Linked DNA regions of Mus musculus: regions 1, 2, 3 and 4 are each linked to region 5. A link is a contact called in public Hi-C data. All regions are on one chromosome and are shown on one strand. Each heading gives the region's core, a stretch centred on a gene start, on an enhancer-like site or on the middle of the called end of the contact. The rest is flanking DNA. Distances are from core to core; before and after follow the strand shown.

Region 1 (5,485 bases), core at 755-3,254, 3.4 Mb before region 5:
GCTGCAAATACAAAGTGTGCGTTTCAGAAAACCCCATCATCCGCTTCCACTGGGACAACCAAAACCAGAGAAACCAAACTTAGGTGGATCCAAACTCAGGCTGATCAGTATAAACTCAGGCATATCAGCATCCAAAACTCAGGCTGATCAGTATAAACTCAGACGGATCCAAACTCAGGCTGCTCTGTGCTTCAGAAACAAAGGACGAGACACAGACAAACAAACCAACACAACAAGTGCACGTTTGTTTCAGAAAACAGAAAACAGACACTCAGAATAGAGACACCGGCCGGCACACACACATTCCAGGGGGGATCCCTATACCTCCAAGTCGGTTCTGGGTGTGAGGGGTGGTCGCGATTCCCGGCCAATGCACTAAATGAAAGACCCACAACGTGAGGACTCCCCCACGTTTGGACTCAGGAGAGGTGATACCCCAAATCACTCACGAGAAATGGTCTTGATGCAAACTGCAAAAGGACTTTTATTTCAAGAGCACTCTTGGGCCCACAGTCTTACACCACGAAGGGGTAGAGGACCGTGGTGCCCAGAGTAGCTGGGTAAGGGGGTATTTAAAGGAAGAAACCATAACTCAAGGGGGTGGGGAGGGCTTTGTTGGAAAATACCAAAAATACCAGTTAAGTGGAAAGTCAAGACAGTTTTCTAGGAGCCTCTAACAATAGCATATTTGCATAGAGGGTTCCAGCAATGGTCAGGGTGGGTCAGGGTGACTTTCTTTGAACAAACATGCCCTGAACCCAGGAAGCAGGTTGCTGGAGGAATGCCGCTATTTGTTTTATGATTAGCATACCATGGAGCATTGAGTCACAAAGGTCACATTCTCAAGCCTGGGCCTAAAGGCCTAGAATCTTTTGTTTTTTATGTTTCACTTTTTCACTCAAAGGGCTGGAGAAATGGATTCAGCAGTTTGGTTAGCCTGGGTACCCTCTTCCGGCCTCTGAAGTAACTACAAGAAGCAGCTTTCCCACCCTAAATGCAGGCAAAACACCCTCCCCCCAACCCCACCCACTTTTTTTTTTTTTTTTAAAGAAAAAATGTAGCCGGGCAGTGGTAGCGCTAGCTCACCTTTAATCCCAGAATTTGGGAGGCAGAGGCAGGCGGGTTTCTGAGTTCCAGGACAGCCAGGGCTACACAGAGGAACCCTGTCTTGAAAAAACCAGAAAAAAAAAGAAAGAAAGAAAGAAAGAAAGAAAGGAAGGAAGGAAGGAAAGGAAAGAAAAAAATGTTTATTAGCTGACCACACAGCTAAGGGGCTTGAATTTCTGTAACTTTTTTTTTTCATTTTCTGCATTTTTCATGGATTTGTTGTTGTTGTTGTTGTTTTTGAAGACAGGCTCTTCCTTTGTAGACCAGGCTGGCCTCCATCTGACAGAGAGATCCACCTGTCTCTATCCCTTTATGGACTGGGAAAAACCTACACCACTACATGGGGTTTGTAAGAAAAAAGAAGAAAAAAAAAAGCCCCTCAAATTGTATCATAGTCTACTGTGTTCTCTCCCCCCCCCCCCTCTCTCTCACACACACACACACACACACACACACACACACACACACACAAAGTGTACTGGCTCAATCATATCATATATGCATTGTTTGGAAGATGGATGTGAACACAATTTTATTTTCCAATTACCTGGCTTCATTTTTTTTTTTTTTCCTTCCCATGGCACGTTTTAAATTCAGGGTCAGACAAGAACTTGGAGCGTTTCTTTAGAATTTGTGGTGCGACTCGACCAAATAGAATACCTGGCCGGCAGGCTGGCAAGCGCTCGCAGGCCGGCTCTGCCATGGGGGCCTTCCGAGGAAGGGGTTTTTGTTCGTCCCTCGCCAAGGCCGGCCAGACAAGGCCACCCCAGGCCGGCAGGACGACAGCCCCCGGCTCGGGTTCGGCCGAGCCCGGAGGGGGGCGAGCAGGGACCCGAAGGGAGAGAGAGGCTCTGGGGCGGCGGCGGCGGCGGGGCGGGCCCGGAGGCCGGTGGGGGAGGAGCGGCGGCGGGGCTGCTGTGGCGACCGACGCGCGGCGGTGGCGGAGACCCACCCCCGTCCACATGGACAGTCGCCGAGGCCTGGGCTGATGCTCTGACGCCTGGGCGGGGTGGGCGGGCGGCGGCGGCCACTGCTGGAGCAGCGAGGGGTCGCGGGCGCCTCACGGTCGCGGAGCCCTCGCTCGGCTCAAGCCGCTGCGGCCATTTTACGGCCCGGGACGTAGAAGGCGTGTGAGCGTTCGCTCCGTTCTCCGTCCTCCGGAGCCAGCGGCGGAGCGGGGCGGAGGGGAGCGGAGGGAGCTCCTCAGAGGCCGGCGCGGCCCGGTGGATGGGGAGTCGTGTGCCGAGGGGAGCCGGGCCCGGGAAGCGCCGCCGCCGCCGCTCACGGTCCCCGGTAGGCGCCTGAGGAGAAGCAGCCCAGGCCGTGGGCCTCGCCGCCTCCCGTCAGGCCCGCTTTTGTGTGGGGGGCCCGGCCGGCGGGGAGCGCCCCTCGCGGAGGTCGAGCCCGAGGCCCGCCACCCTGCGGCTGCTACCCTCCCGACGCGCGGCCCCCATTCCCCGCCAGCACCGCGCCGGTGTCGGCCATGGAGTAAGAAGGAGGCGGCGTGGAAGGAGGAAGATGGCGGCGGGCAAGAGCGGTGGCAGCGCTGGGGCTCTTTTCCTGAAAGGTACGCTCGGGTCTCCCTCGGGGGAGAGTCGGGGGCGAAATTCGCCGACACCGGGGTGTCTCCCACCCCCGGGCCGTGATACTCAGCTCTCTGCTCCGGGTGGGCTTGGGGCCGCGGGGGCCACGGGGGCCCGGACGGCCGATGGCCCGCTGGGAACGCGCTGCAGGCGCGCCGACTTCGGGTCCGCCCGGGCCAAGGCTCGGGCAGGCCGGCGCGAGGCGGCGCGGTGGTAGCGCAGCGAGCCGAGGCCCAGGGCGGCCTGCGAGGGGCGCGCCGAAGGCTTGGGCTCGCTCCCACCTCCATATTCTCGATGGGTGCCTAGTGGGTGAGGAGCAGACTTCGTCCGCGTCTTTCTTAAGCGTTCGTGGAAAGTTTCAGACCTAAGCTTGGTTGAAACTGGCCGATCCAAGGAGGCAGGGGGAGAGGTGGTGGTTAACACTGCCCTGTGGTTAAAAGCTCCCAGGCTAGCCGCTGCCCTCGGGGTGCAGGTTAGACCCGGCGGTGCCCCGAACTCCGGTGAGATGTGTTTGGTTGTTTATACTTTGTAAAGCAGGTATGGGAGGTGGAAAAAAAAAAAAAGAGAGAGAATGAGCTTCCAAGTGTCGGTTTGGAGACAGCCGGGGAAGGTAAAAGAGTTAGGGTGTGTTCCCATTTTTAGTCGCTTGTGAAGCAGAGTTAACTATTTCAGTTGGTGGACCAAGCCGGCTTAAAAGGTCTATTTTGGTTTGGTGTGGTGGTAAATGGATAACGATACTGGTTTTTGCCTATGGCTGTAAAGGGACTTCCATAATACAGGTACATTTAGTTGCAGTTGTGAACCGGGAACGTAAACGTTCATTCGACTTTAAATTTCCTGGTAATCGGATTTGTAAATATGTTTAGGAAAATAAGTCCGCGTTCAGTAATTGTTAAGTATATTTACTCTTTGGGGGTAATTGCAGGATTTTGTTTTCTAGATGAAATATATCCAGGCCATGCTTTAAGATATGATTTAGAAATATTACAGAATTAAGAAAATGTAGTTTAAAATTAAGAAAGACTTGCCGGGCGTTGGTGGCTCACGCCTTTAATCCCAGCACTCGGGGGGCAGAGGCAGGCGGATTTTTGAGTTCGAGGTCAGCCTGGTCTACAGAGTGAGTTCCAGGACAGCCAAGGGCTCCACAGAGAAACCCTGTCTCGAAAAACAAAAAAAACTAAAAAAACCAAAAAAAAAAAAAAAAAAACCAAAAAATTAAGAAAGACTCTTAGTGGTAACGGGAGGGAGGCTATGCCTTGTTTACTCCTTGACCGAGTGGGTTGTGAATGGAGACTAAGAGGAAAAGTAATTTTCTTTATTCTTTGTACTTGAGAATAGGGAAGTGGGGGGGGGGGGGGAGCAGCTTTCTTTACTTTGCAGACCGGACTTTATGTAAGACGTGGGGAATGGTTGTCCTCTATGATAAGGAAAGCTAGTATGTTCTCATGACTTCATTTCATATTACCTCCATACTAATTTGACCGTGGTAGGGAACCCCTGCCAACAGGCGGAGAGAGGAGTAGTAGCTCGCAGGTAGCCGGTGCTTAAGCGCCTGTGTTTTTGTTTGGAAATTGGAAATTCACCAGATGGTTTTCTGATGTTCATAGTTTCTAGGCAGATGATTATACGTGTAGGTTTTTGTAGGTTTGGGGCTTCTATGGGCTTCTAATTGAGTTTAAATTCTGAGTGGATGAAACACAGCATAATACAAGCACAAAGCCATCACTGAGAGTTCATCTGATTTCCATTGCTGTTAGTTTATTCTAATTTACTCCACTGTAAATGTACAGATGTGAAAGTTTGGGTTTCATCTTGTCTCATCCAGCTTTTTTTTGTTTAAAAAATTGAGACAGGATCACATTATGTAGTCCGGCCTTGAACTTCTGGAAATCCTCCTGCCTCAGCTCAAGGATTACAGATATGAGGGTTTTAGAAATTACTATTTTAAAACCTTTTTAAGAACATTTATTTATTTAGTTTAGTTTATTTTGGATCTTTGCCTGCATGTATGTGCAATGTATACAAGCCTGGTGACCACAAAGTCAAAAGAGGGCACCTGGAACTGGAATTATGGAAGGTTGTGAGCCACTATGTAGGTACAGGGCCCTGCACTTTGGTCCTCTGCAAGAGCAGCAAGTGGTCTTAGCCTACAAACTATCTCTCCAGCCTCTAGGCTTACTTTTTAAAGATCCCTATATTACACTTTGGTTTTTCTCTGTTAGTTTGGAAAAAATGGAAGTAGGTTTTGTTTTTGTTTTTTTGTTTGTTTGTTTTGTTTTGTTTTTAACTCATCAAATATATTTAATAGTCTAGTCTGCTTGGCTGGAATAAAACAGTGAATGAAATATTTAAAAGTCACTACCTTCATGGAACATTTAGTGAAGGAGACTGTCAACAAGTTAAAAAACCTCAATGCATTTAGAACAGTCCTATCCATGGTTTCCAGAACTTCTATCAGTTTACTGAGGTTTGCTCAAACTAAACAACTGTTTATAATGCCCTGGTGCCACCTGTGCTCATGAATCTGCATGCAACTACATGGAATACTATTTTATTTTTCTTATCAATTTATCAAATGACTCCTTTGTGCTTCTTAGCCCTATGAAAATAAAAGCTCGGTGAAAGCTATCCGGATGCTTGTGGTTTTACTATCATATTCTTATGCCTGGAACAAACTTGCTGTTAATGAATAAACTGGGTCATTACAACGGGCAAAAGGCTGCAGAGGAAGCATAGAGAACAATGATGGAAACATTATTTTATGCTTTTAAAGTTAAGAAAAGTGTGACACATGC
Region 2 (5,644 bases), core at 2,613-5,112, 3.3 Mb before region 5:
GTATGGACTGGGGTTGGGTCACAGAGACAGAGTTACTTCCATTATGCTTGATGATAACATATGCAGTTTCCAGAATCATCATCTGTCCATCTTTCCTCTTTATTCATAATAACACCAATGCTAGGCACTATTTATTTATTTAGCATTAAGTACGTTACCACTGAGCTATATCTTGGGCCCTGTAGGCACTTCTTAACGAAAAAGCTACTGTGCTCCACACTTGAAATCCAAAGGATAGTCTATTGTGCCCTCAAAGAGTGTACAGGCTAACTAGAGAATACACAAAAGAACACATAGGTGGCCAGAGTACAATATGCATTATAAGAGATATTTGTACAGTAGATGTTAAGTGAAGGATGGGGACAGAACTGAATTATGCCTAGGATTTACCATCAGGGCGGGTAGGGAAAATTCTTAGAGAGGACAAGCAGGCTTTGTTTTGAAGGAATAATTGGGTTTAGCCTGGCTGTGCTCCAGTGTAGTAAATAGCATAGAGTGTGTGTTTGGGGACACAAAAGCCCTTCAGAATGACTTGAATGTAAAGTACGAGACATGGAGGAAGGCTGTGGGTAGAAATGAGATTGGGCAGCTAAGCATGGAGAAGACAGCGATTCCCAGGACAGATACCTGGTGGCTCAGCTTGTCGGCTTGAACACAGTGGTGAACTGTGGGATCACATGACCATCGAAGAGCCCAAAAAAAAGATAGAAAGAAGGAATAATCCACTAGACTAATTGAACAAGAACAACCAGTTCGTGAAAGACGGTTAGATTCAGGATCTTACCAGGTGTTTTAGGACTGATGTAACTCAGTTTTGCTGGGCTTGCCTAGCATTCGTCAACCCACAGAGCCAGTCTCTAAGCGTGTAAGGGTCCAGGGGGAGGTATCTTAAGGGGTAGCCCACAAACCCAGTCTCCATGTGGGTAAGGGTCCAGGGGAAGGTATCTTAAGGGGTAACTCACAGAGCCAGTCTCCAAGTAGGTAAGGGTCCAGGAGAAGAGGAATCTTAAGGGGTTTGGACTTTCTACTGAGGATAGTGGAGAACCACTCACTTGGATTTCTAACTATGGACTAGTGGTTATGATTATCTAAGATCTGTAGTGATGGTGGCCCAGAAAATGGTAACAGTCGGAGGTAGAAAGAAGAAATGGGCAGAGAGATATGAGGCTAGAAGTAAAGAGATGAAACAGATTAAAGCAGGGACAAAGGGTAAGACTCATGGATGTCATTAGTTACAAAAAGCAACTGTAAATAAAACACCTTCTACTGACTTACAAACAGATTATCTTTATGTCAAATTCAAACTTAAGTAAGGTATGTATTAAAAATATGTAGCGATCTTCATTTTTCCTTTAAAGAAATTTATCATTATTAATTATTATCATTACTATTATTATTCTACCTACTTCATGTGTAGGGCGTTGTGCTTGTACATATGTCTGTGTACCACAGGAATGCAGTGCTTGATGAAGCCAGAATAAGCCTATGAGATTTCCCCCTGGAGCTGGATTTAAAAGCTCTTATGAGCTACTATGTACTCATAACTGCTGAGCCATCTCTTCAGCACCATGATCTTCATTTTAAAAAGCCAATTATTTCTGCGTACCTGCAATATATTTGGGTAGGAGCCCTATGTTAGGCATTGTCTTAGTCTGCTTTGTATTACTATGATATAACACCACCCAAAGCCAGTTTAGGGTTTATTTCAACTCTCAATCCATCACAGGAACTCAAAACAGGAACCTGAAAGCAGGAACTGTTGCAGAGGTAAAGGAGAATTCCTACTTACTGGCCTATTCATCCTGGCTTGTTCAGTTTGCTTTCTTATATTCCCTGGGACCACCTGCCCAGGAATGACACTTTTCACAGTGTACTGGGTCCTTCCATTAATTAATTCCATCAATTATCAATCAACCAAGAAAATGTCCCATAAGCTTGCCTACAGGGTAATTTGATGGGGGATTTTTAAAAACTAAAGTTCCCTTTCAGACGACTCTAACTTGCATGAAGTTTTGCCAAACAAAACAAAACAAACCCACATAAAACAAAGCAAAACAGATAAAAAACCTAACCAACACAAGCATCTTCTTCAGTCTTTCATCCTCTTATTTTTTGTAGTGGGGTCTCAGTGAGTCCAGAGCTCTCCTTTTCTGCTAGAATGGCTGGCCAGGGTGAGCCAATGGTGAGCCAAGGGTTCTGCTTGCCCTCTATCCCCCTCTCTCACCTTAGTACTGGAATTTGAGAAATAAGTCTGCCCCTGGTTTTAGTTTATTTTACAATCTTTGATATAGTTGAGATTTTTCTTTTGGCAATCTTGGAGCTACATTTCTGTGGTTGCTGTAAATTACTTCCTTTCTTGGTTTTCCTTCCTCTTTTTTAGTTTCCCTAATTTTACTTACTGTCTTACGAATTTGAAATGTGTTCAGTGGAAGGTAGCTTTTTCATCAAGTCATTTGGGTCGTCTCTGAATGCCTGACCCTTCCCTTACCATTTTTTTGTGGTGATATGGATTGAACCCAGGGCCTCACATGCTAGGCAAGTATTCTACCGTGGACTTAGTTATAGCCCATCTCTCTCTGAAACAGGATATTACTAACTGACCATGCTGGTCTTGAACATGCAGCTTCCCGAGTAGCTAGAATTACAAGCACGAGGCACCAGGTCCAGTTTGAATTCCTGAAACCTGTCTTCTCTGGGAATCTTCTAGACAGAGCCCAGTGGTCAGAGTACAATATGAGGAGTTGTTTCTCTCCTTGAAACATGCTGGGCTTCAGGATGGGCTGCAAGAACCCTCACTGGCTGAACTATCTTGCCAGCCCCTTATTTTGTTTTCATATTAACCTCTTTTTTCTAGTAAAGGAGATGTTTGCTCTCAAATTTGCATAGGAATGTAATATTTAATTTAAAAAGATGACCCACATATGACCTTATAAGGACAGTAAAATTAAACAACCGGAAAGATAAAGCGGGCCAGTTGGCTCAGTTCTATAAAACCAGCCCACAAGGATTGTCACTATTCTTAGGCTTGCGCGGGCTACATGATGAGTTCCAGGACTGCCTGGTTACAGACCGAGACTCTCTCAAGAGTCCAGATAAACAACAACAAAGGGGGCGAGGTGGAAATACAGGGGCTGTAAGAAGTAAATATGATATCTGCATGGGAGGCTAGCCAGAGAAGAAAAAATTTTCTTCCGTGGTTCAATCCTCCAAGGGCTGAACAGGAAGTTGACGCAGGCAGGTGAGGAGCACGAGCCTAGATGGGCTGCGGTGCCACCCTTAATCCCCACAAGCGAGTTCCTCCGCAATTCGCCTGTCCCACTCTCAACTTTTCTTCAACTGACTCTTTGCTGTGGTCCCTCGCTGTGGCAGTGGAAACAACTACCACTGCGAGGTAGGGAATGTCATGAGGGGCTACCTGCAGCCCTTGGCTTGCAGGGATGCAGGGATGCGGTCGGAACCTGAGGCCCCGCCCTTCTCTTGCCCCACGCCATTAGGCCACGCCCCTACCCAGCACTCCTTCAACCACCCCCTTCCCCGGCGCCTCATGAGGTCCCGCCCCTCTCAACCCTAGCTCTTGAGGCCTCCCCTTCACAGCCGCCCCGGCGTTCCTTGACTTGAGGCCACGTCCCTCTGCTCCTTCATTCCCAAGACCCTACGCTTTGCGAGTCCTCCCTGTCCTGCTGCCTAGGACCCCGCCCCTCTCAGCCCTTCTGCCCCAAGACCCCGCCCCTTAGGCTGTTCCCGCCCACTGGCCAATGAAGACCCGCCCTTTCTTTAGCCGCCCCGCCCCGGTCCCACAAAATCCCGCCTCCGGCCCCGCCTCCCGCCCCCTTGGGCGCTCCGTAGCAGTGACGTGCGCAGGCTGGGCACTCTGCAGGGCTCTCTGGCCGGCGGGTGGAGACCGATCCGGGATCTGTCCCAGCAGGAAGCGTATCCCGGCCGCCGTCGTGCTGTCGTCTCCGGTGCTCGCTCTCGGCCGCGGTGTCGCGCTTGCCCTTCGCGCCCGCAGCCCGGCAGCCTCTCCACGGCCGCGACCCCTCGCGCACCTGCCTCGCCGGGTGAGTGTGGGCGCCTGCCCGCCTGCCTGTCCTCACCGCCTTGGCCTCTGCTCTGCCCGGCGCGGACTGGAGCTCTGGCTTCCCCTTCCCGGGCCAGCGGGGCTCCTGTCACCTGACGAGTCCCACCCGACACTGCAAGATAGTTTTATTTTCTCCTTTCGAAACACAGTGAAAAAGCTACACAGTCTAGTTTGTTGTCAGAGTAAAGATCAATTGATACCATTAATAATTTAGCTGTGTCGAAGAAGACCATGGTAGCATACTATAAAGCTGGAATTTTAGTTCCTAAGCGTTCTAGTATTTTGAGTGTGAGTTTTACGGATGTGTTGCTGAAAATAACTTTGTTATTTAATTCCAAATCGTCTTAAACTAATTAAAACGTGCTAGCTGTGGATTGTATTTTAAAATAGGAAATAATTTGATAAGGCCATTCTTAGATAATCTATGTCAGGAACTTTTACACAAAGATACATTTTATCCGGCATAAAGTATGTAGGGCAGAGCTGTTTAAATCCCAATGTGGAGATACTGCTGGAGCGCTACACAAACGCTGCTCCGATTTCATATGTGTTGAATAAAACTTTAGTTTGCTCTCGTGTTACAGTTGCAGGATTTTCGAATATAGTTAGTCAGCTTGAGACTTTTAACAGCCTTTGAGGCTCGGCTGTAACACCATAAAATCTGAGTCTTGAGCTTGGTGGTGGTCATGGTCCAAAGGTTGGCTGCGGAACAGCAGCATTTCTGTACAAATTAACTCGACTTCAAGACATCTTGGCTTGTGGTTTTCCAACTGGGAAATGTTTAGTGAAAAAAAAATTACCTTAGTGCTCTCTAGCATTAATTTTAGAAATGGCCACAAATGCTACAAGGGGGACAGAGGAAGCCCAGAAACAATGTAGTTCTTCAGAACAGCTCATTGACTTTTAAATGTCTGCCCATTTTCTGTGTTTGCAGTTGCACAGGAGTAAACAGGCACAGTGATAAATAGAAGTCATTTTAGTCTGATGCTCGTCGGCCTGTAGTGTTTTTATTTCGTGTGTGTGATCTGTTACCCATTTTTTTCCCTCTTCCTTTCAAGTTTTGTATTTGTTTTCAAAAGTTACTTGTAAAAGGCAGGGACAGAATACAACCCTTAAGAAAAGAGTATTGCGATTATACAGTTAAAAAGCCGTGGAGTATAGATTTTACATATGGTCTTTAGTACCTAGACACATGAGCAAGAAAAAGTGAACAACTATGATTTTTCATAGAAGCTACAACATATTAAAAACAAAGATGCAAATTATAGTCCATGGGACTTGTCCGAAAGGGATTTTCCCTTGTTTACACGATCAAATTTTAAAATAACAGTGGCCAGGAAATCGGAGAGAAGCCGAAGGCTCCTCGCTCATCCTGTTGTGACTTTGCCTGGCGTCTGTGGTGGATCACTTATTGTTTAGACAACTGGACTGTATCTGGGTTTTGAAAGGCCTTTAGATGGTTTTAAAGATTTCCACCATGCAAGGTCTGAATAAATCCATAAGAACTCCACATAAAAAACCATTCTCTAGTTTTTAACTTTCTCTTGGTATTCAAAACTCCACTTA
Region 3 (5,030 bases), core at 2,148-4,647, 3.6 Mb after region 5:
GCACAAGAGCTCACTGCCACATCTATTGTATACATAATTGATAGCTACTTGTTTAAGTATCCAGATTATATGCTTTTAATGTGTTTTACTAGAAGTATATGTAAACTCTGTTGCCTAATTTTCTGAACACACTTTTAAAATTGAGCACACTGAACACAATATAATCTTTCCTTGGTTAGAGTCAATTATATGTAGACAGAGTTCTTTGCCCTATACTAAACTGACTTCAGGATAGTTGTTAACTCAGCCTTACCTATTTTTTCTCTTTATATGATAAATAAAATAAGGTCACTAGGCCAGATGAACAATGGTCAAATTTTAAAATTCTGAGATAATGATGCTTACAAGCAAATTAATTGTATAAAACCTGTATCATTCTTTCTCAATGCATTGATATAGTGTTCCCAGATTGATTGGATGGGAGAGGAGATGAATTGGAAATAAAGGTTGGTGTTAGAGCAGCTTTCCCACCTAGCAAGTTGTGAAGGCATAGACCTTAAAGCTTTTATATATCTGATCAATATCTGATCAAGCATATGGGCTGTATCTGTAACTAAGGGCTTCGTTTCTGCTGGACAGTGAGACCTGAAACCTGTTCAGAGTGCAGACATTCTACCCTCTTTGTCTAGTTGGCTATCATCCACGTGTGTGATGGAAGGGTGGGATTTATTTGCCTTCTAGAGAAATTTAGAGAGTGTAAGTCTAACTTTCTGCATTTCATAAGAATAAGCATGTAAATAGACATGAAATAAGATAAGCATTGATTTTTCTGCTTATAGAGTGTGAGTCAGTTTTTAAATATCAATTTTATCTTGGCTAGAGATGGCGAAAAGTCAACCATTTATTTGTTCACTGGCAAGCAGACTCCATGGAAACTGTAACAGTAGCAGCTTTAAACTCTGTCTCCAAAATGTGTAAACTAATTATTAAGCAGAGAGAGCTTGTTGAAATCAATTGTTTGGTGACAATTAGGACCCCAAGTGTGAAAACATATGGATAGCATGTTGTCTGCTTCTTTCAGGCTATTCTGGCCCAAGTCCAAGTGTTACGACTACTTATATCAAGAAGCAGAAACTCTTCTGAAAAATTTCCCAATTCAAGCTACAATTTCGTTTTATGAAGATTCTGATAGTGAAGATGAAATAGAGGGGCTGGCCTGTGAAAATCAATCTAATTAGTTACTTCTGTTGACAATTTGAATTTTGTATATAAATGTACCATAAACTTTTAAAACTAATTTATTTGTATATACATTATTAATAAAACATTTTGTAATAATTACAGTATTTGGAATCCTCTTTGTCCCTACACTAGAATTAAATGTTGGGATTTTAAGATAGACATCATGTACAAATGTCCTGATTGTGTTATAAATATTTGTGATTCACAAAGAATACTTCTGGTTTTTTTTTTATTAAATCACAAATTTATCTTTAGTTATAATTTTTCAAGGAACTATTTGGTTTTTTTAAAAGACCGGCTCTTGTAATGTCTGGTGTTTTCTGCTGATCTCAATTGGATGTTTAGTTACAGATGATATAATCTTGGCAGTTAGTGAGGAAAACTGGGTGCTGCTACTATTCTCACGGATATTAGTATTTGTTTGCTTGCTCATAGGGAAATGCTTTAAGTAATTATAGTTGAGAAAGAAAAACAATCTTGGGTCACTTAAATCTTAAGGACTGTAATTAAGTATGGAGTAGTGTGACTCTCACTCTGATATTCTCCTGTTGTCTTTAATCTGGTGTTCAGTACTTTCTGTATATGTTGAAGGATTCCTATAATTAAAAAAAAAAGGTTTAAATTTGAATGATTTGTACAGAGTCTAAAAACGGTGAGAACATGAAGTTGCTCTCTTTTCTTTTGTCCTGGATAAAGCTAAGATTTGGAAGACATAAAATTCAACATTATCCACTTTCCTTTTGCTTTAGTTTCCCGCTCACAATATTCTCATATAAACATCTTCTTCTGGGGAGTAAAATAAATCCTCAGTGACTGATTTTTCTTACATAGGCATCACAGAAGAAAACTTATTCCATACTTTAATGAGATGGACGATGGACTTGCATGGTTAGGGTGACACAGTAGATTATGCTCATGAAGTCCTTTTAGTTTTTATATAATCACCTGCTCAGCAGTTCAGGTGCAAACAAACATATTTTATTAATCTATAATCTGAGCTACTTGTGAGGATGAGGCAGGAGAACTGCAAGTTCAATGCTTGTCTGACAATATACCAAAAATATTTTCCTGCAGTATTCCAGAATAAAAATGGGTAGAGGTGGAGATGAGAGGTAATTAGCTAGCTAAGAAATGTCCCGTGCTTGAATGACTAAGCATATCCACAGACTCTCTCATAATATTAAACCACATTATCACAACTTTGACTCCCAGGGACTCTGGAAACTACATAGCTGGAGTAAATGATGTGTCCAGAATCAGAAAAAATTAGAACCCCACAGAGAATGGGATGGGTTATTTAGAACTACTCTTTGGGAAAATGTTCTCTTTCTATTGGATTCCACCCTGTGGATCTGTGTATTTTCCTAGCAAAAAGAAAAAGCCAATGTATCACTAACATGGACCCACAGTGTTAGGAATTTCTCTTGTTAACAAATCAGGATAGTATAAGGTGGCCTGTCTTTTGTTACATGCCTATTAATATATACAGTATATGGTTTAGATATAGCCATTTATTTCTTACAGAAACCCAAGCCTATACAGACAAAATGTTCCTTTAATAAAAAGTAGCGTGCATAGGCCATTAAATACAAGGATGACACCAAAACCAAATCACTCTATTTAGGAGTGAGCTACTTGTAGATTTCAGGGAAAGTGAAGAGTTATGGGAGGAGGAAGAATGTGTGAGTGTATGGATAGAGAAGGTCTTCTGGAAACGTCGTCTGGAAACGTCTTTTACTCGTTTTCCAGACTGGTTCCCCAAACGTGACGTTTCTTAACCCACAGCAGAGGCTGCTTGAGTTCGGCTTCTTAGCTCATGAAACTGTGAAGTCCTCTTTCCTAGAGCTTAGTATTTTACAGGAGAGAACTATTCAGCAGTCTGAACGTTTTGATAGTGTTGTTTTCTTTCATATTTCAATTGTTGTTTATCAAGAGACAGGCACTGGTCTTCTTGTTCTACCAGAAATAACCCTCGGCCTCTATCAGCACCAGGGCTGGGGAACAGCTTCACTCTCTGATCTTTCAGCAGAAAGCTGTCATTTCCTTGTGGTGCTGAAGTTTAGGACCAAAGAGTAACTGAGCATGCGCTGCCCTGCCCCCAACCCCCGCACAGCCACCCCTTCCCAAGCCGGGCGACCGGGCTCACAGAGTGAGTGAGCCTTTCCTCTGACTCCGCCCCCGCCCCGCCTCTCGTGAGCGTGATTGCGTCACGACGCGCCTGACCCCTGGCGACCCCGGAAGTGGGTCGGGGGCTTGGCCTCGGCCGGGCCAAGGAGCCCGCACGGACGGTGGTGGGCGCTGGGGTCCCACCAGGGCAGCCTGTCCGGTGGCGGAGCCCGGATGCGGCCCGAGCCGGGGGCCCAGGATGCTGAACGTCCCTTCCCAGGCTTTCCCGGCCCCCGGCTCCCAGCAGCGCGTCTCCTCCCAGGGGCGCAGCAAGGTAAGTGGCGACGCCGTTCGTTCGACTACTAACTCAAACGCCCTAAGTGTGTTTGAGCTGCTGAAGTTGGCCGCGGTAAGTCCACTCGGCACCCCGCTTCCGGCATGGTTGCATTTCTGTCTCAAGCTGTCCTCTCCAGTCTTTTGTTCTTTACGGTCAAAGATCCAGGCTGAGCAGTGGCGGTGGCTAGGGATGATTGGAGTCTGCAAACCTGCCGTCAGATTTAGTGCCACCTCTTCAAGTCGCACTCCTCTGTGTATACGGTAGCCAGTGGTTCCAGCACTGCCTCATCTGTAGACACCCCTGGTTGATTTTGAATCTGGTACCATGCTCTTGTCTATTTGTTGAATATGGTTACTGTCAGCAGCAGGTGGAAATACAGATATATAGTTGCAAAATTCAGTACAAATTGTGTAGTGTATTCATTGCAAGGCGAATGCTCTTATGTTATTTTGCTAGTTCCTTATTCTGTAACCACATCTTGGTATTTTCTTTTGAGACTTCTGTCTTCTTGGGCTACTCGATTCCTTTCTCGAGTTTTATTTTATATGACTTTGAGACTTTCCATTCTTCTCCACTTAGATCTGAGGTTTTGCCCTTAGATCAGAAAAGGAATTGAGGTTTTCATTTATTTTTCAGAAATGTCTGTCCCCAGCTTTAATCATACATAGCACTAAGATGTTTTGTGGGCTCACTGATGGCCATGTGTATCTGGAGTCCTTTTCCTTTGCCCATTGAATCTTCACAGTTACCCTGAAGCTAGGGACGTTTACTATCTTCATTCTTGGTAAAAAGAAATAGGTTGATGAAAGTCTGCTATCAGTCACGTAAGCTTGTGATTATGACATTTCCTTCATTGCTGTGTGTGCGCCTCTGCTCACCAGCCATCAACTGGGTATCTTGCTCTCTCTTTAAGCTAAGTGCTTGGCTCCATAGTCTAAGGTTGCCCTTTGTAGAATGAGAACGTCAGTAACTGACTTTCTTCATTAAAATGGCTATGTTCTCAGCATTCATTTAAAGGAGAAAACTTCTAGGCAAAGACAGCAAGTTCCTTAGATGCGATAGCAGAAGTAAGTTTTGTTGTCCCCAAAGAGGGCAAAGTAAGATCTTTGTGTAATTTAATAGGACCCTCAGGTAGGATTAATTTCTTTGTTATGAAATGAGACAATCTCGAACCCTTGAGAGGCAGAGTTAGGACTGCATAAAACAATGAAACAGTCAGATAAAGTTTTCAAAAATGGAACTCAGCCAGATAGGCTGATTGTTAAATTGTTAAAAGTCTAGAACTTTGGAGTAGGAAAGAGATGTCTTTCCAAGACCCACTACTTCATCGCAGTCACATTCTGGCTCAGGTGTATGTACGCGTGACCAGTTGTTGTTGTTGTTGTCTTGTTCATAGGCCTGAGAT
Region 4 (5,709 bases), core at 906-3,405, 3.0 Mb after region 5:
CGACCTTGCCCCAGTGGCCGCTCTAGTAGGACAGGTGCGACCCAGAGAGCAGAGCTGACCTCCACTGGAAGGATGTTGGATGGGCTTGACTATGACTACGAGCATTTCTTTCCCTGAAATGAACAGAAAGCTCAGTTTGGGCCAGGGGAAGCTCTTCTCTGGATAGTTGAGTAGGATGAGGTAGATAATGGAGCAGAAGCTGTACAGGTGGTACTTCCCATAGGTCCAGAGCCCCAAAGCCCACTTTATCGGAGTCTCCTTTATTTGAACTAGAACAGTTTATTAGCTTCCGTATGATGTATCCAAAAATATCCACAATTGATTGGCCATTACATTTCGCGCTAGATATGGTACTTCCAAGACTGAAACAGTTGCAAAAACCAGTGTAACCACTAAAAGACTGGTGGACTTGTATCTTGACTGACCATTCATGTAACTTTTGAGAAGCTAAAAGGAAATGAGTAATTTCTGATATACATTCCCACTATACTGCAGAAATAAAAGAAGTCATAACTTAATTGCTCCTACAAGATACATTTCGAAAGTTTGATGCAGTAAAAGATCTAGTGTGGTATAAACAAATATATCAGGCCATAGGATTTCAGTTGGACACCTTTTAAGAATGGAAAGCTGTTATTTAAAACATAGCTTGTATAATGGGGATTGTCTTAGTTAAGGTTGCTTTTGCTGTGATGAAGCAACAGTACCAAAGGCATTTGGGGAGGAAAGCATGTGTTCAGCTTACACTTCTATACCACTGTTCATCATTGAGGGATGTCAGGACAGGAACCCAAACAGGGCAGAAACCGAGAGGGGGAGCTGATGCAGAAGCTATGGGAGGGTGAGTTTACTGGCTTGCTCCCATGGTTTCACTGAACCTGCTTCCCCATAGAACCGAGGATCACCGACCCAGGCAGGGATAGCACCACCCAACATAGGCTAGGCCCTCCTAGGTCAATCACTATTTTAAAAAACGAGTTACAGTTAGGTCTTATGGAAGCATTTTCTCAATTGAGGTTCCCTCCTTTCAGAAGACTCTATCTTGTGTCAAGTTGACATAAAACTAGCCAGGACTGAAATCCTGTTTATTGATGTTCCATTTCATAATTTCATAGTTATAATTATCTGACATTGAACAAACTGGAAGCATTTCTAAATAGGTTTAATCCAAAGAGGATGGCGTATATCTGCAACCCCAGCATTTAGGAGACTGAGGCAGGATTGCTGAAAGTTCAAGGTCAGTTTGGGCTATGTGAGTACAGGGCCGTCTAGAGCTATGTGGCAAGACTGTCTCAAAACAAAAACTGGTCTTAAGTATACTGAAAATGTGATTTCAGATAACTTTTCTAATATCAACCTTTGAGGTGTTTTAAAGTTTATCATGTTGCTATATAAATTCCTGTTTCATTCCAACAATTTGAGATCATAAGAGGGAATAATAGCTTTAAAAAGTAAAAGCTTTGGGATGGAGGGTTGGCTTTGTGGTTAAGAGCACTTGGTTGCTGTTTCACAGGACTGGGAAGCTAGGTTTATAGCACTCATAATTGCTTGCAACTTCAGAGCATCTGACCTCTTTTTCTGGGCTCCATGCATGCACACACATACCTGTGGCACTCCCATATAAAATATAAGTAAATAATTTTTGAAAAAAAGCAAAGGTAACTACTATTTGGTGGCAACTCATTTATTTGAAGGACAATTGTTCTCTTATACTTTTAACACAGAATATTACTTAAATTTTGGCAATACTTAATATTGACACCTAGCAAAATACACAGCGTCCTCAGATTAGCGTGCTCCTCATATATGGTTTAAAACTAGAACACGCAAAAACACTTGTAAAGACAACAACCCTTTCGAATACGCGTTTGAAAGACGGCTAGATACAAAAAAAAGTGCTAAACTGGCTCTCGGTTTCACACAAACTGTGCCTGAAATGACGCGCATAAAGTGCTGGTGGATCCAGATGATCGTACTTAAATAATACTTCAAAACTGTTTTCAATTCCCCCATTCCATCAAAATGATGGTTCGCTGGCTCCTTGCTCACACCTTTCCCGCCTTCCCTCCGCCGTCTCTCCGGTCGCCCGCACGAGGGCGCTGTGGCGCCGGCTAGCCGTGGCCGCCGAGCAGCGGACGGGGACGGGGGCGGGGACGGAGGCCGCCGACGTCGACGCCGGCGTGGGCGCGCGCGGTGCACGCTGGTAGCTGTCACTAGGCCCTGGGCTGGCGGCCTTCGTGCGGCTGCCGCGGTTGCCAAGAGAGCGGCGCCAGCGGGGAGCAGCAGAGCCCGCGGCAGGTAACAGCGTCCCCGCCCCCGGCGCGGTCGCGCGGCGAGACGCGGCACGGTTCGGGCGAGCGTCTCCGGGCTTGGCCTGCGGTGGTGGCGTCGGGGTGTCACCGCCCGGCCCCCACCTGAGCCCGCCTCTGGGTGGAGGGAAACGGGCCCTGACCTGCCCGGGGCGAGCGGTGGGACCCGGGGCCTGTCCGCCCGTGGCCTTCGGCGGGCAGAGCCGGCACGGGGCTGAGGGGTGGTGTCACCTGGGCGCGGGTGCCCGGCGCCTTTGTTGGAGGCTTCCCGGCACCCCGTTGCCTCGCCAGCCCGGTGGGTCCCTTTTAGGATCGAGGCGACACCGAGGCCCGCCGATGTGCCGGTGCAGAGGGTTGGGAAGCAGAGCCAAGTTCACCAAGAGGAAGCCGAGCTAGCACACGGAAGTTGTTAACAGTCCTCACCTTTGATTTCCAAGGCTTTGAAAGTTGCCCCATCGCTGTACTTAACCTCACCCTCATCCTGTTGAGGAGGGAATAGCACGCAACTGTACTTTCTCCTCCCCAAGCAAATTGTGTCTTGTTAATTCTTATATTATCTCGGAGTTCTGTGGAGTTGAAGAAAACTCAGATTTAGAGATTGTAGTCAACAAACACATTTTTTTTTCTTCTCTTTTTTTTTTTTTTTTTTTTTTGATCGGAAAAATACAGGAGTCAACCTCATTTAGTAGCTCGCAACTATAGGGTCAAAACTTTTCATTCTGGAGATGATAGCCCCATATGTAGGTGTTAAGGTCTTGCCACTTTGAGGTTAGTTGTATTCGTATTAGCATGGCGTCGCTATGTGCTAGGCTATGTGCTAAGTAAGTCACAGGATTATCAATCCCTTGGTTCGTTGAGCTGACAGAAATTATAGCCCAGGTAGTCTGAATTCCTTGTTGTAATGGTTACTTCTAATTAAACTTTGTCATTCCTCAGAACTGCTAAAAGCAACCCCCTTTTGGGGACCCAATTTTTAATAAAGAATTTTTAAAACTGAAGGAAACATAGACCAAAAATGTGACACCATGACCCAAAGGTTAAATTTAATTGCTTTCCCATCTGTTGTGAAGAGCCCTACTTTGTAATTCCAATAGTAGAAACAACTGTAGCCTGGGGCTTGAGGGCTAAGGTTCAAAGCTCTGTTTTTGCTGCTAACTGGGTATGATCTCTCTACCCCTCAGTTACTGTCTGTATTCTGGTGTCTAGTTTTGTTGTTTTGTTTTAGTGGTACTGCGATTCCTTGTGCATGCTTAGTTAGATTCTACCACAAGCCTGTGCTCCCACTGTAAACTTTTTTTCTTGGGGTGCTGGGAAGGAATGAAACCTTGGGCCTGGCACATGAACAGCCTCAGGGATTTGAAGAGCTCATGATTTTCAAAATTGCTATTTCCCATCAAGACTGTACTAAAGCAATAGTTTACTTCCCTTAAACAGTGTTCCATGTCAAATCATGTGGCAACACACTAGATTTAACCAACCTTAACTTTTGTTTGTTTGGAGATCAAACCTGAGGTATTTCCAATACAAGGCAAACACTCTACCACCAAGCCACACCTCCTTCCCCCAAGTTTAACTTTGGTTTGCTTGTGAAGGCAGCTCCTCAAAGACTTCATGCTATGCTTGCATGCATATAATTTCCAAAGGAAGGTTTAAATAACATTTCCCAAATTTAACTAACCAGAGAGCCCAGTTTGTTTCTTTCCTTTCCTTTCCTTTCCTTTCCTTTTTGTTTTTTGTTTGTTTGTTTGTTTTTGTTTTTTGTTTTCCTCGAGACAGGGCTTCTCTGTATAGCTCTGGCTGTCCTGGAACTCACTTTGTAGACCAGGCTGACCTCAAACTCTGAAATCCACCTGCCTCTGCCTCCCGAGTGCTGGGACTAAAAACATGCGCCACCACGCCCAGCTGAGAGCCCAGTTTCTAATGCAAGTATATGGTAGAATGCTTACCAAGCATGCCTGAGGCCCTGGGTTTCATTGCAGTACTGTTAAAGTCTCCTAGAATAAAATAACACATGATACCAATTTCAGAATTACTGTACTAGAGGTATGTCTGCTTCCAAGCGGAAAAAGCCACGAATTGGCCCCTTGTTGCTGTCTAAGGTCTCTGGGGCATGAAGATGTATGTAGTGAGACCTCATTGGTATAACAAAAGACGTTTAAGGATCCTCAGTATAAAAAAAGTTACTATTAAGGATGCATGTATCACTATTGGTCCTAGTTCTTTCTTTCATTTATAACAAAAGTATCTTTTTTTCCAGCCGCTTGATGCTTTTCTTCATGTTTTGGTTTGATTTTTGTGGTTATTACTGAATGTTTGTAGAAAGGCCCTTTAAAGTTCCAACAAATAAAGCCGTGTTGAGAGTGGTCTTCCTTTCACTATACTGATTTCTCCTTCTAGTTAGGTATCTCAAAAGAATGAAATATGAAAGTGATATAAAATGTATTCAGTGCTTAATGATTTTAAAATCTGGGATAACTGAAAATTACTATAGGTCAAAAAAGTCTGATACTATTATTTCTGACTGTTTGGAAACAATATCTAAATGTTGAAAATTAAATCCCTTGGCTAAATTCTGATAAGTATTATGCTGGGCTTTTTGTCACCTTCAGAAAATAACTGAGGGAGAAAATACTTTTGGTTTGCAGTTGCTGTCCCTGTCTTTTGCTCTCTTGCTTCTCAGCCTCTGGTCAGGTAAAATGGCATGGCAGAAGCTATTTACCTCATGGTGGCCAAGAGAGAGGGGAATTTGGCAAGATTCAGCCCATCCCTGCCATACCCTTCCTCAAGTCCAACCTACTTTCTCTTAGCTTCACTCCTTGAAGTTCCCAAACGCACACCCACTCGTCCTCACTCCCTGCAAATGGCAGCAGTAGCTTGGGACCAAGCCTTTTGGAAGTTATCACTAATATTCTTCAATCTTGAAGATATTCTGTCTCCTTTATTACTTTGAATAAGTGCTACTAATGAACACCTTAGTTTGAGGGAGTTGGGATTAGAATATTTAATTGTATTTGTTTTTTCAAAACAGGACTTCTCTGTATAGTCCTGGCTGTCCTGAAACTCATTCCATAATCCAGGATGACCTTGAACTCAGAGATCTGACTGCCTATTCCTCTAGAGCACTGTGTGCACCACCATACCATGCTTAAAATATTTAATTCTAATAGATAAGCTTTAAATACGGTAAATTTGACCTCTGAAATAAAACTGTTTAGTAGATATGTAAAGCTAATATTTTGTTTAGTAGCTAAAAGTTTTTATTGGCAGTTTATTGTAGGAAAATACTGTTTTGATTCACATGTTTCTAAACTGTGATTTCTCTCTTTCCTTGGTGTTATTACCTCTTTTATAAGCCAAATAAGCCTTGTACATCAGAGACTTTACATTTACAGATCAAAGA
Region 5 (5,027 bases), core at 242-2,741:
GAGAGAGACTAGAAAGAATACAGATTAATGAGAATGAGAAAAATGAAACCTCCATTTACCCTTTTCCTGGATGCCTGTAGCTCTCTCACCCGATCCCTCACCATTTAAATGACTTTTTAAATTTACTTACTTATATTTGATTATTTGTGTGCTTGTTTAGTTAGTAAGTTAGTTATGTGAGTGTTTTGTTGAACGCCTGTCTGTGTGCCATGGATACAGTTCCTGGTACCTAGAAGGGCCAGAAGACAGCGTAGGATTCCCTGGAACTGGAGTTACAGACAGTTGTGGGCTGCCATGTGGCTGCTGGGAATCAAACCTAGGGCCTGTGGGAGAGTAGTTAGTACTCTTAACGGTTGAATCAGCTCTCAAGCCCTAAGTTATGACTGTTGATCCCAAAGACATCTATCTAATCCTGAACGCACGGTTGAGCATCCATGTGTATGTGGTCAAGCCTACTCTGCTTGGGCCAAGAGTTAAGACCCTCAAACTTCGGGATTGAGATGTGCAGGCAGGAGCTGGTCCAGGACAGGAAACACGCGCACACACACACACACACACACACACACACAATTAATCAATCCTAAAAGAAAATTTACTTTCATAAAACCTTCCTCCACACCCCGCCCCCACCCCACTTACCCAAATATAGGTACAAATACCTCCGTAAAATTAATCCTCACAATGTGTCTACCATTCACTGCACTTCTCTGGAGGAAAAATACAGCCCCTAGCAACTTGTTACCAACCAAAAGATACCATTACGTATCAAGCCCATGAAGTGACTAAGAATTTACATTCAGGTGAACTGGTCACACAGGGAAACACTGTTCCCTTATTCAGCTAGCGCGAAACAAAAGGCATGTGCATCCACCCCAACTCAGTTCTGCCAACAGGTAGGTTTTGCTAACTACTTTCATTCGTTCCATTCCATCCCTCAATGATGTATAAAAATAATCCACAGCCTGGACCAAAGTGTCTCTCCCCTTTAACGACAGTGTTAACAATAATATCCTAGACTGTTCCAGAGTCTCTGAAAGGCTCCGCGCGCCCTCCTTTCCCATCCCGATCTACACCAGTCTCCAGGGGTTTCTTTCTGGTAACTTCGTTCTTCTTTGGATCCGTCTGCACATGCTTTCCTTCTGCTTTAGGGGGCTAACAAATCCCAGTCTCTCAACTTTCTCTTCCTTCTCTCCAAAGCATCCGCCGATCAGCCCCGCCTCGCCCCGCCCCATCACGTCCATCCCCCCCCCCCCCCCCCCCCGGCCGCAGACCTCCTCTCTCATCCGAGGCCCGCCCCTCACCCTCCAAGCTGGCACCTCCTGCTCCTGCCTGGATCATCGGCCGATCCCCGAGTCCGACCGACAGCTACGGTCCGAGACCTAGAGTACCCGGACGCTGCAGACTGCGGTTGCGGGGAGTTTGAACTCACTCACTGTAGGGACCACGGCTGCGGGCGGCGGCTCGGCGGCTTCGGCTCCTGGGCAACGGAGCAGAAGCCCAGCTTGCACCGCGGGAGGACCGGCCTCCGCCTCCCCCAGTTCCCATTGGTTACTGGACTCCATACGTTCATTTCTATTGGTTATTGTGGCATCGGAAGGCGGGATGGCGAGGAGAGAGGCATCAACCATTGGTGGGCCGGTGAGGCGGGGAACCGCGACCCGCGAGGACAGTTGCACGGAGCCCAGCACCCAGGACAGACCGAAAGAATGCCAACCCTTCTCATAGAGGGACGCCGGCTCCAGAAAGGGTCTGTGGACAAAACCCTTGGAAACCGGCCCTATTTTTTTCTGAATATTTTGGATTTCGTTATAAAGAAATCAATGTACTTTTCTGGTTCCGCTGAAATTGATGTGTAGGAGGGTGTGGACTTGATATTTTCATGATACTGCTGCCTGGGTTCTGGACTTTCTTGAGATAACACATCTTGAATATGGCTTGCGCATGATTTTTAAGTTCTGAAGGAAATCTGGGGCTAAAGGATAATGAGAACACGTTTGTTCTCGTTATGTTTTCAAAGAATTGTTTTTAAAGGAAATATTCTGAAGTGCATGACAGTGGGCTAAGGGCAGCTAGATGGCTAATTTTTCTTTTAAACTTGACAGTGCACACTAAGCAGTATTAATTGCAGTAGGTAAAGAAGCTATAAAGAAAATCTTTTCCACGGGGGCTCTGACGCTCTCTGAGCTTCTCATCCAGACCGTTTAATAAGACTGTTCAGTTCCCGATTGAAGCCTGCTGTCATTTATACTCCAGAAAATAGATTCAGGGGGTAGTAAGCGGTGAGATCAGGATAGAACCACATGGCTATTAACTTCCAAATCTAGCATCTTTAGAGCATTTCTCTAACAGGGTAATAGCATTACTGGCAAGTCAAAAAAGTATCTAAAATTTTAGAAATCTCCCAAACAAAATACCTAATTGTGTATAACATTTTCAGTGTCCTTATTACACCACACAGTGTTACTCTATCAGAGATAACAATTACTTTATTTGACCTTGAAAAAAAATAACCAAAATAATTTATAGTTCCTCAAAGCCAGTTTTACCAAATTGATGTTTTAAAGATTTGTCCCAAGTGTGATGATAACTTCACCTTTCTACATGGCATGACTTTGATCTGCCATTTTTATTAGGACTTCAGTTTTCTGATTATACCATTTCACTTCACTGTGTACTACACAGGTTACAGCTTTCCAGGAAAAAAGAACTGAAGCTACCAAACCACATTTTAATATTTTTACTAATTGAAACTATTTAACTGCATTAAATATTTAACTGCCGTTTGTAAAGATTGTGTTTGGGGATGAATCCTAATCACAGTTGGGCACTCTGGGTTTGTATTCTAGTCTCACAGGAATTCCTGTTACTACAGTGCTTCAGACTCCCATTGGCCAATGAATGCCCCTCCCCCCCTTTTTTTTCCTGCAGGACTTTGCCATGTTTGATGCTCTATGGCAATGACACACACACACAAAAAAACCATTTCTACATATGTTTAAGAAACTGCAGTTTTTCCTATGAGGGAACTACTATTGCAGAATCAGAAGGACTTGTTAGAACCTTCAAACCATTTACTAGCCAGAGGTAGACATAGTTTTCCTGACATCAGACAATAAAGATATATATATATATATATATACACATATACATATATATATGTGTGTGTATGTATATATATATACGTGCATATAATCTTATAATTACAATAGCAGATCATCCTCAACAAAAGTTCAGTTTTTCATAAGATACCATTCTTTTAAAAAGTTGTGTGTGACAGATATGATCCAAAATGTGTGAGCCTCAGACAGGAATATATCAACTCCTAGCCTTGGCTATACACATAGCAAGATCTTGTCTTAAACAAACAAAAAACAACAGAAAGAAAAAAAAAAACAACCCCCCGCCCCCCGGGCATTGTGCAATGAAACACCTTGTTGATGTTGTTCTTCTACCAGTCAGGGGCAGAGCAGAGGGCAGTCCTTTCTTCATCCCTAGCCTGATGCCTGGCTTAGTAGCCAAAGCTGTTTTATGCCTAGGACACACAAAAATCAAACCAAATCCAGGCAGCACAGCACAGGAGGAGGAAAGCAGACCTGCATTCTGCCATGCCATAAGGTAGGGGCAGGAGAAAGATACCCAGAGACCTGCCCTCCACCCCACAGCATATGTAGGCCATAGACCCACAAAGCCCTGCCTACCACCAAGCTGCACATCGAAAGAGGGGGAAGACAGAAAGAGCCCTGCAATCGCTACGCCATCCACAGACCCCTTCCTGAGAACAGCACAGGCAGACCATAGACACTCACTTGCTGCCCCCGCCATGCAGGGAGATGGAGGCTGTAACCAGGGGCCTGGTGGCCGCACGGCCATCCTACAGTGGGAACAACCACGATGTACAAATATGTTGTGGCCAGAAGCGAGGGAAAGAGAAGTGGAACAGCTTGAGCATTGTGAAGAGAGGTGGGACTGGAGACTCAAGGGTGGAGAGGAGTAGCCTGTTTTGAATGGCCAGTGGCACCTCCTGAGGCCATGGTGAGGTCCCAGCCTGAGCTGCCACTGAAGATCATGCCTGGATCGATGGCTACACAGTTTCAGGGGTCAGTGTTGATGGCTATGGTTCATATCACCACTAGAGAACACGGGGAAGTCCCTGGTGGAGGCAGCCTATGGGGATGACATGGATATCCAAGGGCTGTCTAGAACCAGCCCCACCCCTCACCATTGACTCCAGTGTTTTGGCCAGAGCTGGCTCCACCCCTCACCAGTGGCAGCACCACTTGCTCAGGCATCATAGTGCAGCTGGCCCTGGTGGCAGGGGTGTGGGTGAGCTGCTCCCCTGAGTGTGGGAGAGCTGACTCTGGGAGTTGGGAAAGCAGGGCTGTCCCCTCACCCCTTTATGCTGCCACCAGAGGCAGTGGGAAGAGCTGACCCCAAGAGCAGGCCCTACACCTCACCTGGGCAGTACAGTAGGCTCTCCTAGTTTGAGAGGCTGTGAATGAGCCAGCCCCAAGGATGAGAGCGAGGTAGGGCTTGGCCCCATCATTTGTCTGCCAGGAGGTGGCGTGGGTGTGGGGTGATACCCTCTCCTCACCCCCTTGCTACCTGTGACAGACAGGAGAGCTGGCCCTAGGATCATGGAAGTGGGTAAGCTGGCCTTGTTCCTCTCCAGTGGCAGCATCTATGGTATGTCATAGTGTATCCCACAGAGTATTCCTCTGTCCACACACCTTCACTGGCATATGTTCATTGCCAAGGTTAGCTCTCCTGAGTGCTGCCAACTGGGATGGGAGAGGTGGGGACAATTTAAAGCACTGCAGCCAGTGATGTTTTTCTATGCTTTGGTTTTGGTTTTGGTTTTGGGTTGTGTGTGTGTGTGTGTGTGTGTGTGTGTGTGTGTGTGTGTGTGTGTGTACTTTGGGGAGATGGTTGCAAGAGTGAAGGATGGATATGAGAAGATGGGGCACATGATGTGCAAGACATAAAGAATCAATAAAAAATTAAAAAAAAAACAGAACTGTCACAGTTTT

Evidence for each region. A called contact is a pair of places that touch in the nucleus more often than the background predicts.
Region 1: a Hi-C map of CD4 T cells shows a contact between it and region 5, with 4 times the contacts expected there. The contact joins the promoter of Senp6 here to the promoter of Lca5 in region 5. A contact is called at or near these places in 1 of 39 promoter capture datasets (cranial neural crest) and 1 of 484 Hi-C or Micro-C datasets (CD4 T cells).
Region 2: a contact with region 5 is called in a Hi-C map of LSK cells, with 4 times the contacts expected there. The contact joins the promoter of Myo6 here to the promoter of Lca5 in region 5. A contact is called at or near these places in 1 of 39 promoter capture datasets (cranial neural crest) and 1 of 484 Hi-C or Micro-C datasets (LSK cells).
Region 3: a contact with region 5 is called in a Hi-C map of uterus, with 4 times the contacts expected there. The contact joins the promoter of Cyb5r4 here to the promoter of Lca5 in region 5. A contact is called at or near these places in 2 of 484 Hi-C or Micro-C datasets (CD4 T cells and uterus).
Region 4: a contact with region 5 is called in a Hi-C map of CD8 T cells, with 9 times the contacts expected there. The contact joins the promoter of Dop1a here to the promoter of Lca5 in region 5. A contact is called at or near these places in 1 of 39 promoter capture datasets (cranial neural crest) and 2 of 484 Hi-C or Micro-C datasets (CD4 T cells and CD8 T cells).

Annotation. Positions count from the first base shown.
Region 1 is chr9:80,064,899-80,070,383 of GRCm38.p6, forward strand. It overlaps Senp6 (SUMO/sentrin specific peptidase 6), which reads left to right and starts at 2,005. Exons shown (of 24, transcript NM_001311110.1): 1 at 2,005-2,674. The coding sequence starts at 2,626.
Region 2 is chr9:80,161,172-80,166,815 of GRCm38.p6, forward strand. It overlaps Myo6 (myosin VI), which reads left to right and starts at 3,863. Exons shown (of 33, transcript NM_001039546.2): 1 at 3,863-4,058.
Region 3 is chr9:87,018,632-87,023,661 of GRCm38.p6, forward strand. It overlaps Cyb5r4 (cytochrome b5 reductase 4), which reads left to right and starts at 3,398. Exons shown (of 16, transcript NM_024195.2): 1 at 3,398-3,622. The coding sequence starts at 3,548. Ripply2 (ripply transcriptional repressor 2) reads left to right here. Exons shown (of 4, transcript NM_001037907.2): 4 at 1,022-1,810. The coding sequence ends at 1,178.
Region 4 is chr9:86,464,999-86,470,707 of GRCm38.p6, forward strand. It overlaps Dop1a (DOP1 leucine zipper like protein A), which reads left to right and starts at 2,156. Exons shown (of 39, transcript NM_177208.3): 1 at 2,156-2,298.
Region 5 is chr9:83,439,608-83,444,634 of GRCm38.p6, forward strand. It overlaps Lca5 (Leber congenital amaurosis 5 (human)), which reads right to left and starts at 1,492. Exons shown (of 8, transcript NM_027448.2): 1 at 1,302-1,492. The region is part of intron 1 of Gm2087 (predicted gene 2087); the gene reads left to right.